Regions from separate parts of the Sus scrofa genome. Here region 2 is linked to region 1. The links are chromatin contacts, called in public HiChIP or PLAC-seq maps. All regions are on one chromosome and are shown on one strand. Each heading gives the region's core, a stretch centred on a gene start, on an enhancer-like site or on the middle of the called end of the contact. The rest is flanking DNA. Distances are from core to core; before and after follow the strand shown. Region 1 holds the start of BOP1 (ribosome biogenesis protein BOP1). Region 2 holds the start of PARP10 (poly [ADP-ribose] polymerase 10).

Region 1 (5,995 bases), core at 2,241-4,740:
CCCCACAGAACTGTGGGGTGGGGCTCCTCTCAGCCTCCGAGCAGAGAGCACAGAACCCACCAGGAGGCTCCTCCTCTGCAGGGACCCTTGGTGAGCACACCCGCCCCAGGTGGGCGGCGGGAGGAGCCTTGAGACAAGTCACCGGGAACACGTCCTCCCAACACAACGTAGAGGGATGTGACCAGTGTGGGTGAAGCGACAGCCGGGAGCCCCCAGAAGGAAGTAGACAGAAACCTTCACAGCTGGGCAGCTGCTGGCAGCCCAGGTAAGAACCAGGCACGGGGCGGGGGCGCAGCGGAACTGGGGGCAAAGCAGCAGGGCTGTTTTCTCTTGTCACAGAAGTCATCGCATTCTCCAGTGGGCCCCCAGGCAAACATCGTTTTTTGATTGCAAAGCAGCGCACCTAAGACTACGGGTTATCGGCACAACCACACCCGTGGCCATGGCCATGGCTGGCACCACAGGGCCCCGGGGGACACTTGGCAGGGAGGCAAGCAGGAGCTGGAGCATCACCGCTGGCTCGGACCCTGAGAGCTAATGGGAGATGCTCACGCCACCAGCTGCGCGATGGAAGGGGGTCTGGAGCTGAGGACGCCCGCCCCCTGGGGCAGGAACACCCTGGGACGAAGCCTCCAGGCGTGACGTGTGACAACGCCTTGGCTGTGGCAGGTGAAGGGAGAAGAAGCCCCTAGCGAGGGAGGAAGCTTCTGCAGGGAAGCCAAGCGGTGGGGTACAGGTCCCAGCTGGCGGCACTGCTACTTGTGGGGGCGGCACTGCTGCTTGTGGGGGCGGCACTGCTGCTTGTGGGGGCCAGCGCGCACCCGACGGCCCATGGGGACAGGAGGCGGCTGTCTGCAGGAGAGCCCCTTCCCCAGGACAGCCTCCTGAGACACGTGACATTACCTCCTTCAGAGACTTCAACCTAAAAGCTCTTTTCATTAAAAAACAATTTAACTCAGTTATTTCTAAAATTCTGGAGTGTTTTTTTGTTTTGTTTTTTTTCGTCCTGTTGCTCTTTTTATTTTTAAGACTGAACCCGCGGCACATGGACGATCCCAGGCGAGGGGTCGAATCGGAGCTGCAGGTGCCAGCCTACACCACAGACACGGCAACAGCAGACCCAAGCCACGTCTGCGACCTACACCACAGCTCAAGGTAACGCCAGATCCTGAACCCACTAAGTGGGGCCAGATATCAAACCCACACCCTCACGGACACTAGTCAGGTTCATTACTGCTGAGCCACTACGGGAACTCCTAAAATTTCGCTTATAAGAAAGAGTGAAAGTCCTCTTTGAAAAAAAAGTTTAAGCATTTAAGCTCTTGGACCCTTAAGGACCTTTCATTTTAAAAGAGGAAAAAGATCCAGCAAGATAATATAAGAACGGCGGTCCCCACCTGGAGCAAAGACGCAAACAGGAACTTCCATCCTTTACTAAACAGCACTCGTGTCGGATTTCATTTTTTGTCAAACAGGAACCATTTTGCCATTTTAAAAAGTTAAAAAGAAGGGGGACGATGGCTGCCCAGAATCCCACGGACCACGGGCAAGGCTTGGGTCATCTTCCGTGCACCAGCGTGACAGTTAAAGCCTGAATGGGGAGAGGACCTAAATCTGACTTTAAATCTTTTCTTCCTAAGAACCAGAGCAAACAAGCATGTTTTTGGGTTTCCATCCCAGTCCTAAATTCTAGAACACCAGGGCTGTGGGGAGCATAAGGAGGTATAAACTTTTTCCTGGGTGTCCCAAACGACAGACATCACACTTGAGTTAAATCAAGCTTTTCTCTCGCGTTTCTCACTTAAAACAAGAGTGGGATGAGCCTTCCCCAGCGTCACAGCGACAGATTACAAAGCCTCGGGGTTGGGGGGTGGGGACCAGAGCGCCCCCAGCTGCCCCAGGCGGCCCCCAGCACGCAGATCTCCACCTCAGGCTTTGCCCCCTAGGAAACCCAGCCTCCAGCTAAGTCTAGCAAAGACTCAGCCCGGGAAGGGTGACATCAGAATCACGGTGGGTGGCTCACAGCCATGGAGATTTTCCGGGTTCCTACTGCGGTTGAAAACTGGTGCCCTAGGGCTCAGAACCCCCCCCCCCCGCACCAGAGGAAAGAGAAAGCAGAGCCCGCGAGCTGGCAGGCACTCTCCCGGCCACCCGCCCGGAGAGCGAGGACGAGCACACCAGAACACTGCTCGCTCACCCACCTGCTGCCCCGTGGCCTTCTCCATCCTGCTGTGCTGCTCCTCGCCGCTGGCCCCGTCCTCCTCCTCACTGCTGTCACTGCCAGAATCTTCCAGGCCTGAGAACACACTCTCCTCGCTGTCAGACAGGCTGGGAGCCGGGGCGCCGGGGAGAGAGGGCTGCAAGGAGCACACTGTCGGTGACCAGCTCTGTGTGGCGCAGGACCAGAGCTGCTTCTGAGCAGACTTCTGCCCACCAGACACCACCCCGGCCCTAACTCCACCAGACAGGGTGCACGGTGGAACAAGAACCTGCAGACTCTTAGCAAGCATTCATTGGAAGGCAAAATTCTAGATTTCATTGTTTTTCAATAGTTCCTGAGTCTCTCGCCAAACTGGACAGCCTGCACGGAGCAGCTACCAAACAGCACTCAGCACACACTCTATCGTGCCTAACTAGCTACACAATTACAACGGCAAGTAAAAATGGCACAAATGTTTTGGGCACAAACACAAACAGCCGCTGATGAATACAGAGGCAAAAGCACTACAAGTGGGTGAGCATGGTGCCCAGAGCTGCCTGCCGGCCAGGGAGCACCACGAGCACTTGTCACAAGTGAAGGGGCAGCCTGATAAACCAGCAACGTGGAGTCCCAGCTGCGAGGCTCGACTGCACAAGCCTGCTATGGCTTTCTACCACCGAGATTTGATGAGATTTGATGACACCCCCACAGCGCGGCTGGGGTTCCGCTGGACAGGAAGAGCATGAGTCCAGCTAAAACGGGCCGTCCAGTGCAGCAGGCGCTGCTTTCTCATCCTCGTTTCCTCTTCTACAACGTCTAACGTGTCAGGAACATTTGGCTATACAAGCAGCTACTGCAGGCTCAAATCTTCTGCGCCCAGATGACAATTCAAAGGCCCAGGAAGACCGCTGCGCAGGACGCCGGCTCTCCTTCCTTATTCTCTCCGGCCCAGACCTTCTTCCGACCCACACAACCGCCAGCCAGCTCCCTGCCCAGGACGCCCCCGCAAGGCCGCCGGGGCGGAGGACAGGAGACCCCTCCCTCCTCGCATTCCCAGGCCCGCCGGGCGCTGGGCGGGATCGCTCCCCGGCCGGTGCCGCGGCCCAGCCCCGCCGCCCCCCCCCGCTCCCGCTCCCGCTCCCGCGTCACCTCCTCCGGCTCCCGCCCCGGCTCCAGCATCCGCTTCCCGGGCCGCGTCCCGGCCACCGCCACGCGCCGCGCGCCCTGAGGTCCCGCCATGCCGCCCGCCGGTCTGCCCTGCGCCGCCACTTCCGGCAGCGACGCGACCGCGTGGGCCTGGGGGCGGGCCCGCGGGGTCAGAGGGCGCCGGGCGGGACGGGGGCCGGTGTGCGTGCGCGCGCCGTGGGACGCGGGCGGCGCCGGCGGGAGCGCGCCCGTCGCAAGATGGCGGCGGCCATGCCAGGCCCCGGGGCCGTGTGTGCGCAGCGGGCGGCGGCGCGCGGCCCGGGCGGCAGGCGCGGCAGCGGCGCTAGCCCGGCCCTCAGCCCCTCCTCGCGGTCCCGCCTCCGCCTCTCCCACCTTGCCCGGTATGGATCTGCCCGTGGGCCCGGGCGCGGCGGGGCCCAGCAACGTCCCGGCCTTCCTGACCAAGCTCTGGACTCTCGTGAGCGACCCGGACACGGACGCGCTTATCTGCTGGAGCCCGGTGAGGGGCCGAGGGCGCCGGCCCGGGGCGGGGAGGCCGCGGCGCGGGGGCCCAGGACGGGCAGGCCCGGACCCCGCCTCGCAGGCCCGGTGTGGGGGTGGGGAGCAGGGGGTAGTGCGGGGAGAAGCGTCGCAGGCCCGCTGGAGGTCGCTCCTGTCCACGCCGCTCTCCCGCGTTGGGTAGGAAGGGCTTCTGCCTCCGTGGGCTTGCGCTTGCTGCCTGTGGGACGACTGCGGGACGCGTCTGTGCTTAGAACAGCCCCCGGCTTCGCTAGTGGACGCTGGGCCCCGGTGGCCCCAGAGTTCCAGTGGTGTGGTGGGCAGTTATTCAGGGTAAATCAAGTCTCGGCCCTGGAACTGGAGGGCGTTTCTCTAGTTCGAAAGGAGAGGGAGCGAAAACAGAAAGCACAACGTCATAAAGTTCAGGCTGGTCTCGAGCCCGGGTCCAGATCCCAGAGCTGCTTTCCCAAGAGCGACTCGTGTTTCTTGCTCTGTGCGCGACTTTATTCACGCCCTGTCTCCCGTTGCCTGGCAGCGGGCAGGTGATTTACATGGTCTGACTCCGCAGGCTGGACAACTCCAGTTTGCGGAGGTTGGACTTGGAGATGGACGTCCTGGCTGTGACGTCGAGGTGGGGCAGGTCGGAGCCACGGCTCGCGGCTGGCAGGGGGGTGGCCTAGGCCACCGTAGTCGTAGGCAGGCTCCGGGCGCCTCCAAACGTGCTTACTCTCCTGAGCGCCCAAACGCTGGATTTCTTGGACCCCACTGAGTTGTTGCCTGTCATCCTGCTGAGCCCTTGGAAAGGAAGAGCAGTCTGGGCTGAAAGGAGCCCAGAGCTGGAGGCCACGTTCTCTCGTTCCACTTGTCCCTTTGAGGAGACCAGAAACCGTGCTGCATTCCCTTGGGGACACTGTGTGTTGTCCCAGCAAATATCCATGTGGCGTTCTCCATCCCAGGCCCTGTTTCTTTAACGGTGGGAACCACCCCTTGTTCCAGGCCTTGAACTTTGCCGGCCAAATGAAATGACCCCATTTTTCTGTCTTTTTCCCTTCTCCCTCTTCTTGTCCCTTCCCCGTAACTCCCGTTTGGGGGAGGGCACCAGAGGTCCTTTGGGATGAACCTACTGTGGGGACATCCCGCCTCTCAGTCTGCTCCAGGCCAGGCGAAGCACAGCCAGCGTCAGCTTGCTCCCCAGGCCTCACGGCCTGTATTCCAGGCAAAGCCTGGAGCAGGAAAGCGGACATGGTCCAGCCCGTGATGGTCTCTACTCAAGGTGGCTGCGCCCCCAGGCATGGTCTCCCTGGGGACAAGCGGCCATGGAGCAAGAGCTTTTGATCCTCCTTAGTCTGTACACAGAGCGAGTAGGGTGTGCTTGGTGCAGGACGCAGTGGGGCTGGCCCTGAGAAAGGAGACCAGCCCCTGCCTGGGGCCGGCAGGGTGCCCACAGGACCCCCGGGCCTCTGTCTCAAAGTCCGCTTGGAGCCCTTTGCCGACTCGCAGCCTGGAGTCCTGCTGTCGGAGGCCCCGGACAGGTCTGACGCCTGTGCCCTTGGCCCTTCCCCTTTGTGCTGGAACTTTGCTCATTGTTCCACCAGGAGAAAACCTCTGCCTGTGGCCCAGGGAATGAGGGGGAGGAGGAGGTGCAGTGGTCGACTCTGTGGTCTGCGTGATGCATGACCACGGGCGGGTGCCAGCCCTGGGAGCTGGGGCCGGCCAGCGGGTCGCTGCTCCAGAGGCACGTGTTGGTTTGCCCGCCCTTCCAAAGCCTTGTCCCGTCAGATGCGCCCCGTGCGGCGCCACGGCTGAATAGGCAAGGGCTCCCGCGGGAGGGGACTTGGTGACCGGGAGTGTGGCCTTGGGAGTGCTACCACCACGCCCCCTGGGACATAATGGGAGTCAGACCCTTCTGGCCAAGACTGAGGGCCTCTTTCTCCCAGGAACCGGACCTTGCCAAGGCCACCAGCCCAGGTGGCCCAAGTGAGTGCCACACTCAGGGATCGCTTGAGAGGGGCTAGTGTCCAGGTGGAGCACGGTCTCCGTGGTCAGGTCCCCAGCTCCCTGTGAAACCCCTGGCCACTCCAAGCTGGCAAAGGACCATTTCCAGAGACCCCAGGACAGGCAGGGCCGCCC
Region 2 (6,577 bases), core at 3,234-5,733, 200 kb before region 1:
CACCGCCCTCACACTTGCTCCTGGGCAGACCAGGCGGCAAGGCTCCTCCCCAGTGCCTCCTTCTGGCCAGGCAGACACTCTAGACCGGGCTGCCTCCAGCATCCCCTGTTGCCTTGCCAGCCTCGCCTCCTCAGCCTCTTCTCCCTTCCTGCCTGGACAGCCAGGGCTCCTGGGGCTCCCAGAGTTTCATTATACCCCCACTGCCAGTTGTTCGCACCCTTTTCTGAAACACACGTGTGCTCGGAGTTGCCACATCTCGAAGGTGAAAGCGTAGGAGGAGGCTGCCCCGCTGGGGCAAGCCTTCTTGCAGCTGGAGCAGCCCTGGGTCCGATGCGCGGACTGCGTAATCCTCACAGTAGCCCCTAGATGGCATCACCACCCCGTGCTCCAGAGGCGGAAACTGGCTCTAACTGGCACAGTGGGACCTGTGCGGGGACTGCATCCTCCCCAGCCTCTGCAGCCCTCTGCCTCCCCGTCCCAGAATTGTGAACACCCTTCAGGCAGGGAACGGGGCTGGGGAGTCCCAGGGTCCCCTGCCCCCCTCCGTTTCCAGCCTACAGGGCAACTTCTGGCTGCTGACCCTGACACGGGCAGGGTGACGGCCCACGCGCTCTACAAGGCAAAATGGTGCCAGGAGCCCAGGAGGCCAGAGGCCGGCAAGACGGAGCGTGGACTCACCCGGACAACAAGGATCTTGCCGTGGGCCGCGTCCAGGGTGTCGTAGAAAGCCTGCACCACCGTCTGGAACTCCCTGCTGCTCTCGGCCAGTCGCTCCAGGCTGCCCAAGGGCTCCCTGGGCCTCTGCGGTGGCCCTGACACACAGGGCGAAAGGGAGTGCAGGCCATGCCGGGGCTCCCGTCCCTGGTAGCTGGCCTACCCCACCCTTCTCCAGTCTGGGCTGCAGACTCACAAGTGGGGCCCAGAGTTGCCAAGAGAAAGGCCAGACTCTGATCCCGGGGGCCAGCCAGCAGCGCTGCTAAGTGGCGGGCAGCTCGTGTGGGTTGGGCCCCAAAGCCACGGAAGACAGTGTGGTCGCCACGAAGGGCAACACTCACGCCGTGGCACCGCCCCAGGCGGGCGCACAGCTCTGCGGGCAGCATGCAGCCCTGGGGCGCCACCGTCTCCTCCCGGAGGTGCACCTCCAACGCAGCCTCCAGTGCCCGGTCCAGCTCGTCCAGATCCTGCTCAAAGGCCACATGCACCACCAGCTGGGCGCAGCCGCCAGGCCCCTGGCCCTCGTGCTCTCCTTCCTCTAACCAGGGTGGTTCCAGCAGAGAGAGGGCCAGGGCTCGCTGGAGGGCCACAGCCTCCTCTCGCTCAGCCACCTGGTCTTGTGGCTCCAGAGACTGGTAAAGAGCCAGCTGCAGGGCGGCCTCCTCCTCCAGCGGCCCAGGCACCCCCGTGCCTGGGGCCACTGGCCCCTCGCCAGCCCTGGGAGTCACAGCCTCCTCCTCTTCCTCTTCCTCTGGCCGCCCCTCAGGCTCCTCCTCCCCCAGCACCAGCGGCAGCCTCTCTTCCCCCTCCAGGCCCTCCAGGGTGGCCAGCAGCTCTTGGACCTCCTCTGTGGGCGGGGAGATGCACTGGGTCAGGAGTCGGGCCCAGCCAGGATGGAGCTGGGGGACAGGAGGAGTCAGGGGGCCAGTGGAAGATGGAGGAAGGGGTTAGAGGGCATCTGGTCACCAGGCAGGTGGGAGTGGAGGGCAGCATGGAGGGTGAGGTCAAGAAAGGACCACAGGAGGTGCTGGGGGTCCCCAGGAGCCCTACCGAGGCTGACATTCTCCTGGTCACGTCCCGCGTCATCTGGAGGCCCCAGGGCGCGGGGGTCCACCTGATGGGGGAGAATGTCAGCGCCCGCCAGGCACACCCCTCCCGGGCCTCCCAGGGAGGGCGAAGGGGGCACCGGGGCTGAGGTGTGAGGAAGGGGAGGCGGGATGGGCTGCAACTCTACCTCCTCAGGGTCCGTGTGGAGGGCGGCCCTGGCCAGATGCTCTGTCCCAAAGACACACTGAAACTGAGCCTCCAACCCACGGAGGAGGTGCTGCCCCTCTGGGCTCAGCAGGAACCCGGCACTGCCTGGGTGCTTCAGGCTCAGCACATGACAGCTGATGCTGCCAAGCAGACTTTGCAGAAACTCCTCGGCCGCCCGGCACGGGCCCGGGGCTCCGCAGAGCTGCAGGATCACAGGGAGGGGCTGTGCGCAGGTTTAGGGCAGAGGAAAGGAACCCAGAGCCCCTAGTGGGAGGGGTCAGAGGGCAAACGGTGAGGAATCCTCAGGAGTCACTCACTCGAAATCCAGTCGTATCTGATCCCTCGAGTGGGAAGAGGGCGACGTCTCCCAGGCCAGCAAGAAGGTCCTCATGATAGAGCTGTAGGAAGCGCATTGCTCCCGGCTCCATCGGCAGCACCGTGTCCATCGGGCCCTCCTGCCCCGGTGACCCCACAGGCCCCAGGCTCACCGACTCCACCTGCTCCGGAGAGCCCATGGTGTTCTCCACTGGGCCTGGAGAGCCCCCAGGCCCCGGGCCTACCAGCCCCGCCTGCTCTGAAGACTCCATAGGCCCCGAGCTGATGGGCCCGGCCGGTCCCAGTGAGGACCTGCGCCAGGGAGAACCTGTCCTCACAGAAGCTCCTGACGGCCCTGGTGCCTCCTCCGAGCCCAATGTCACAGGCCCTGCACAACTCTGGGCCCTCGTGGGCCTTCCAGCCTCCGGGAGAGCATGCTCGGGGGCCCCGGGGCCCAACGCAGCCAGGTGGCTCCCTCCACGGGTGTCCTCAGCAAGCTCCTCCGGCTCCAGCACTTCATAGTGGGGGACAAGGCTCAGCTCTGAGCCCTGTAGCCGGTGGTCCCGCTGCAGCACCCGTTCAGCCGCTTGGAGGAAGGGAAAGGACAGAAGGAGTCAGGGCTCCAAGGCACAGGGAGGGGTGGGCCCGGTCCACCCAGCCCCACTCACCCTGCCACTGCTGGAAGGAGGCGACGGTGCCCAGGGTCCCCGGCAGCCTGCGCAAGCCTTCCAGGGGCCCCCCACCACTGCGGCGCTCGTTCTCCAGGTACAGCTCCAACAGCAGCGGGTCCGCAGCGGGGCTGCCCCCCACTACACGCACCGCTCGGGCCTGGGGCACCCAGGCCAGGGATACCTCCGCCCCCTCCAGGCCCACGGCCCGCGCCCGCTCCGCCAGCACGCGGAACTCTGTGGGGAGGGTGTAAGTCAGCTCAGAGCCTCTCCCCTAACAGGCACCTCTGCCCCCATCCCGCCTCTCACCTGCCTCAGAAAGGGGCTTGGGCAGCTGGACCAGGGCCCGGTCTGGTCGGGGACTGGCCAGGGCACGGCAGGGCTGCTCAGGGTGACCTGTGGCACGAAGCAAGGCTTGGACGTGCTGCTCCAGGCGCTGGGGTGCGAGGCCGGGAGGCAGTGCCTGGAGGAGCAGGCGCGCAGGGGCGCGGGGCGGGGCGGGCCGCAGGCTCAGCCGGGCACCGCACAGAGTGTGCTCCTCCTGGGCCAGGACCCTCGCTGCATCTGCGGCCAGGGCAAAGGGGGCTGTCAGGCCGGAAGGCCGGCCGGGGAGCCCGCCTGCCCCTTTCCGTCCATGCCCTCACCTGCAGGCTCCCGAAAGCTGAGTATGCCCCCAGGGCCAAGTCTCTGCCAGCTCAACACAGGTCCACCCCCAGAGCTCCTGCGGTTCTCAAAGTAGAGCATGAGCAGCTCCTCGGGGACATCGGGGGTCAGCCCGCTGACTTCCACCACTGTCCCCACCTCCCCCATCGCAACCCTGGGGCCAGAAGAGAGGGTAGGGTGGCAGCCCCGCAGTCCGGCTGCTCCCCCCAGCCCCCTCCCCCTTGGCAGTGTCCCCTGGCCCGCCCAGCCCGTGCCTTCAGCCCAGACCCCTCCTCCCCAGCCCTGAAGCAGAAGGCCAGGGACGCAAAAGCAAAAGTGAAACTGTTGCAGGAAGAGAGGGAGGGAGGGGCCTGCAGTGCTGGGGCTGAGAGGCTGCCTCTCAGGCCCTGCCTGCTGAATGTTCCAGCCCCACCCCCCAGGTCCTCAGCCCAGCCCACGAGCCCCATCTGCCCCACCCCAGCCTGGTGCCGCCAGGGTGGGGGAAGTGGCTCCTGGAGGTCCTCCACTCCCCACGGGCCCTTCCCTGTCAACCTCAAAACGGCCAATCACCCTCCCTACTGGGCCCGGCTGGGGACTTGGGTCAAGGACCTCAAGCCTCTGCGTGGCCCTCCTCCACCGCCTGAGCACCTTGGGTCCCCAGGCCAGGCCCCGGCTGAGGCCGGCTTTGGACTCTTCCGGCAGCCTTCGCGACTGCATCGCTCACGCTTAAACAACTAGCAGGTGGCCACACCTCCAACTTGTGGGTGCTGAGGGTGAGCAGCTTCCGCTCTTGACCTACAGGAGCTTCTGCCCCAGTGCCTTCCTGCTGCTCCCCGCACTCCCCTCCTGTGGCTCTCTCCAGTCCGTGCACCTGCCCAGCCTTCCCAGCCGATGTTGTCATCACCACCACACCACCAAGGCTAACCCCAGAAGGAGCAGGCACACTGCTGGGCCGACATGCCTGGCTGCAGCAAATCCTATCACAGGAGTTCTCGTTGTGGCTCAGAGTGCTAAGGACCCCCGTGTCTCAGCGAAGATTCGGGTTCAATCCCTGGCCTCGCTCAGGGCACTAAGGATCTGGCGTCGTCATAAGCTATGGCATAGGCTACAGGTGTGGCTTGGACCTGGTATTGCCATGGCTGTGGCGTAGGCCTCGGCTGCAGCTCTGGTTCGACCCCTAGCCTGGGAACTTCCGTATGCCACGGGTGTGACCCTAAAAGGAAAAAATCCTCATCGCAGAAGAGAAGGAGGCAGGGATAGGACCCACGGCAGCGCGGAGCCGCACACACAGGCTGCGCCTTTAGAACCCACGCGCCCCTTGTCATTGAACCTGCCCATTGCCTGGATCCATTTGCTTCCAGCCTCTCAAAGAGTCGCGCCTACCACTGCTCCCCATCTCCCCCACTGACCCCTCAGCCACTAAAAGCCAGCCTCCACCCCAGCTACTTCTCCAAGGGATTGAGCACCTGTCCAGCCTATAGCCTGAGCTGTCCGGCCGACACTTCGGTTGTCCCTACCGTAGTCTGAGCCGCCGTCATCTCTCGTCGGGATCACTATGCTAACCTCTTAACTGACCTCTCTCTGCCACTCCTGCCCACACCCTCTGCCCACTGTCATTCTCCACAGAGGGCAAAGTGAACCTTGTGAAGTGGCACCAAGGGCTGCGACAACTCAGACCATGGTAAAGCCAGAGTCCTTTGGCGGACCCGCCAGGCTGGACTGACCGGGCCCTGGTCTCTGGTCTGGCCGCGTGCCCTCAGCTCCGTCGGCCAGTGCAGCAGACCCTCCCACCTCGGGACCCTTGCACTGGCCCTTCCCTCTTCTTGCACCAGCCTTTCCTATGGGGCCACCGGGACACCCCTCCCCCTGACTCACCTTACCAGGCTCTTAGTGGCAGATTTAACCTGAACCTAAAAGTCTTCAAGGACCTGGGACTTGCATGAGCCCTGACTTCATATTTGTTTTTGTTTGTTTGTTGTCTTTTTAGGGCCACACCCACAGCATATGGAGGTTCCCAGGCTAGGGGTCGAATCGGAGCTGCAGCTGCCAGCCTACACCACAGCCACAGCAATCGAGGTCCAAGCCGTGTCTGTGACCTACACCACAGCTCACGGCAACGCCGGATCCTTAACCCACTGAGCAAGGCCAGGGATCGAACCTGCATCCTCATGGATGCTAGTTGGGTTCGTTAACCACTGAGTCACTACGAGAACTCCCCATGTTTGTCAGTTTTAATTATTTTTCTTAAAGAAATCCCCTCAAATTGTATGAAATTCCAGTTCTACAAAACCCGAGGTCATCACTACAGGCTCTATATTTCTCGTCTCATAGGATTCGCTGCCTTCTCTTATGCTGTGCAATCCACTTGTTACACAAATCTGTCCTGTGTGCTGGAGCAGCTCTCATCATGACCACGCTGTTAAGTGTTCGGGGATCATTATGAGTCAGTTGTTAAAACAGGCGGTCGCTTGAAATCAGCCAGGATGGGGTATTTATGCCAAGGACAAGTGCGAGAAAGTACAGATCGGGGCTTCCCTTCTTGTTCAGGGGTCAGTTCAACGTTGAACCAGCACACCACCCACACAGGACAGAGCCTTTTCCCAACTACTGCTGGGCCCGGGAGCCAGGAAAGTGCAGTAAGATGCCAGGCCCCAGGTGGAGAGGCCCTCCCGAAGGGGCTCCAGGAGACAGCCCTGCAGAGGATGACCCTGGCTGTGGCGGTCAGCACGTCCTCAGGACCGCTGAAGTCCAGGGAAGTTAACTTGGCCTCCAGTCCTGGGGCATCGCTATGCCTCAGCCCCCTTGGCAGTGGAACAGGGCTAAGAATGCCACCCTTACAGCTCGGGGATTCGCGATGAGGACAAATGAGGATAAACGGTCTAGGAGGGACCTGGACTAGTTTGATAAGGAGCAATTAAGCAATTAGGCCTCTCGATATGAGACAGACCTAGATGAAAGGAGAAGTGGGGTTTTTAAGGCCAAGG

The links. HiChIP or PLAC-seq counts read pairs in DNA pulled down with a chosen protein or histone mark.
Region 2: a contact with region 1 is called in an H3K27ac HiChIP or PLAC-seq map of alveolar macrophages, with 4 times the contacts expected there. The contact joins the promoter of PARP10 here to the promoter of BOP1 in region 1. A contact is called at or near these places in 1 of 5 promoter capture datasets (liver), 5 of 47 Hi-C or Micro-C datasets (embryonic fibroblasts, heart right ventricle, liver and 1 more) and 1 of 2 datasets of contacts at active chromatin or transcription factors (alveolar macrophages).

The regions. Positions count from the first base shown.
Region 1 is chr4:484,057-490,051 of Sscrofa11.1, reverse strand. It overlaps BOP1 (ribosome biogenesis protein BOP1), which reads right to left and starts at 3,490. Exons shown (of 16, transcript XM_013988007.2): 1 at 3,350-3,490; 2 at 2,202-2,357. The coding sequence starts at 3,439. HSF1 (heat shock transcription factor 1) reads left to right here and starts at 3,587. Exons shown (of 13, transcript NM_001243819.1): 1 at 3,587-3,866. The coding sequence starts at 3,750.
Region 2 is chr4:686,417-692,993 of Sscrofa11.1, reverse strand. It overlaps PARP10 (poly [ADP-ribose] polymerase 10), which reads right to left and starts at 4,483. Exons shown (of 11, transcript XM_003125470.6): 1 at 3,596-4,483; 2 at 3,261-3,515; 3 at 2,952-3,188; 4 at 2,286-2,869; 5 at 1,949-2,170; 6 at 1,765-1,828; 7 at 911-1,561; 8 at 679-812. The coding sequence starts at 3,761.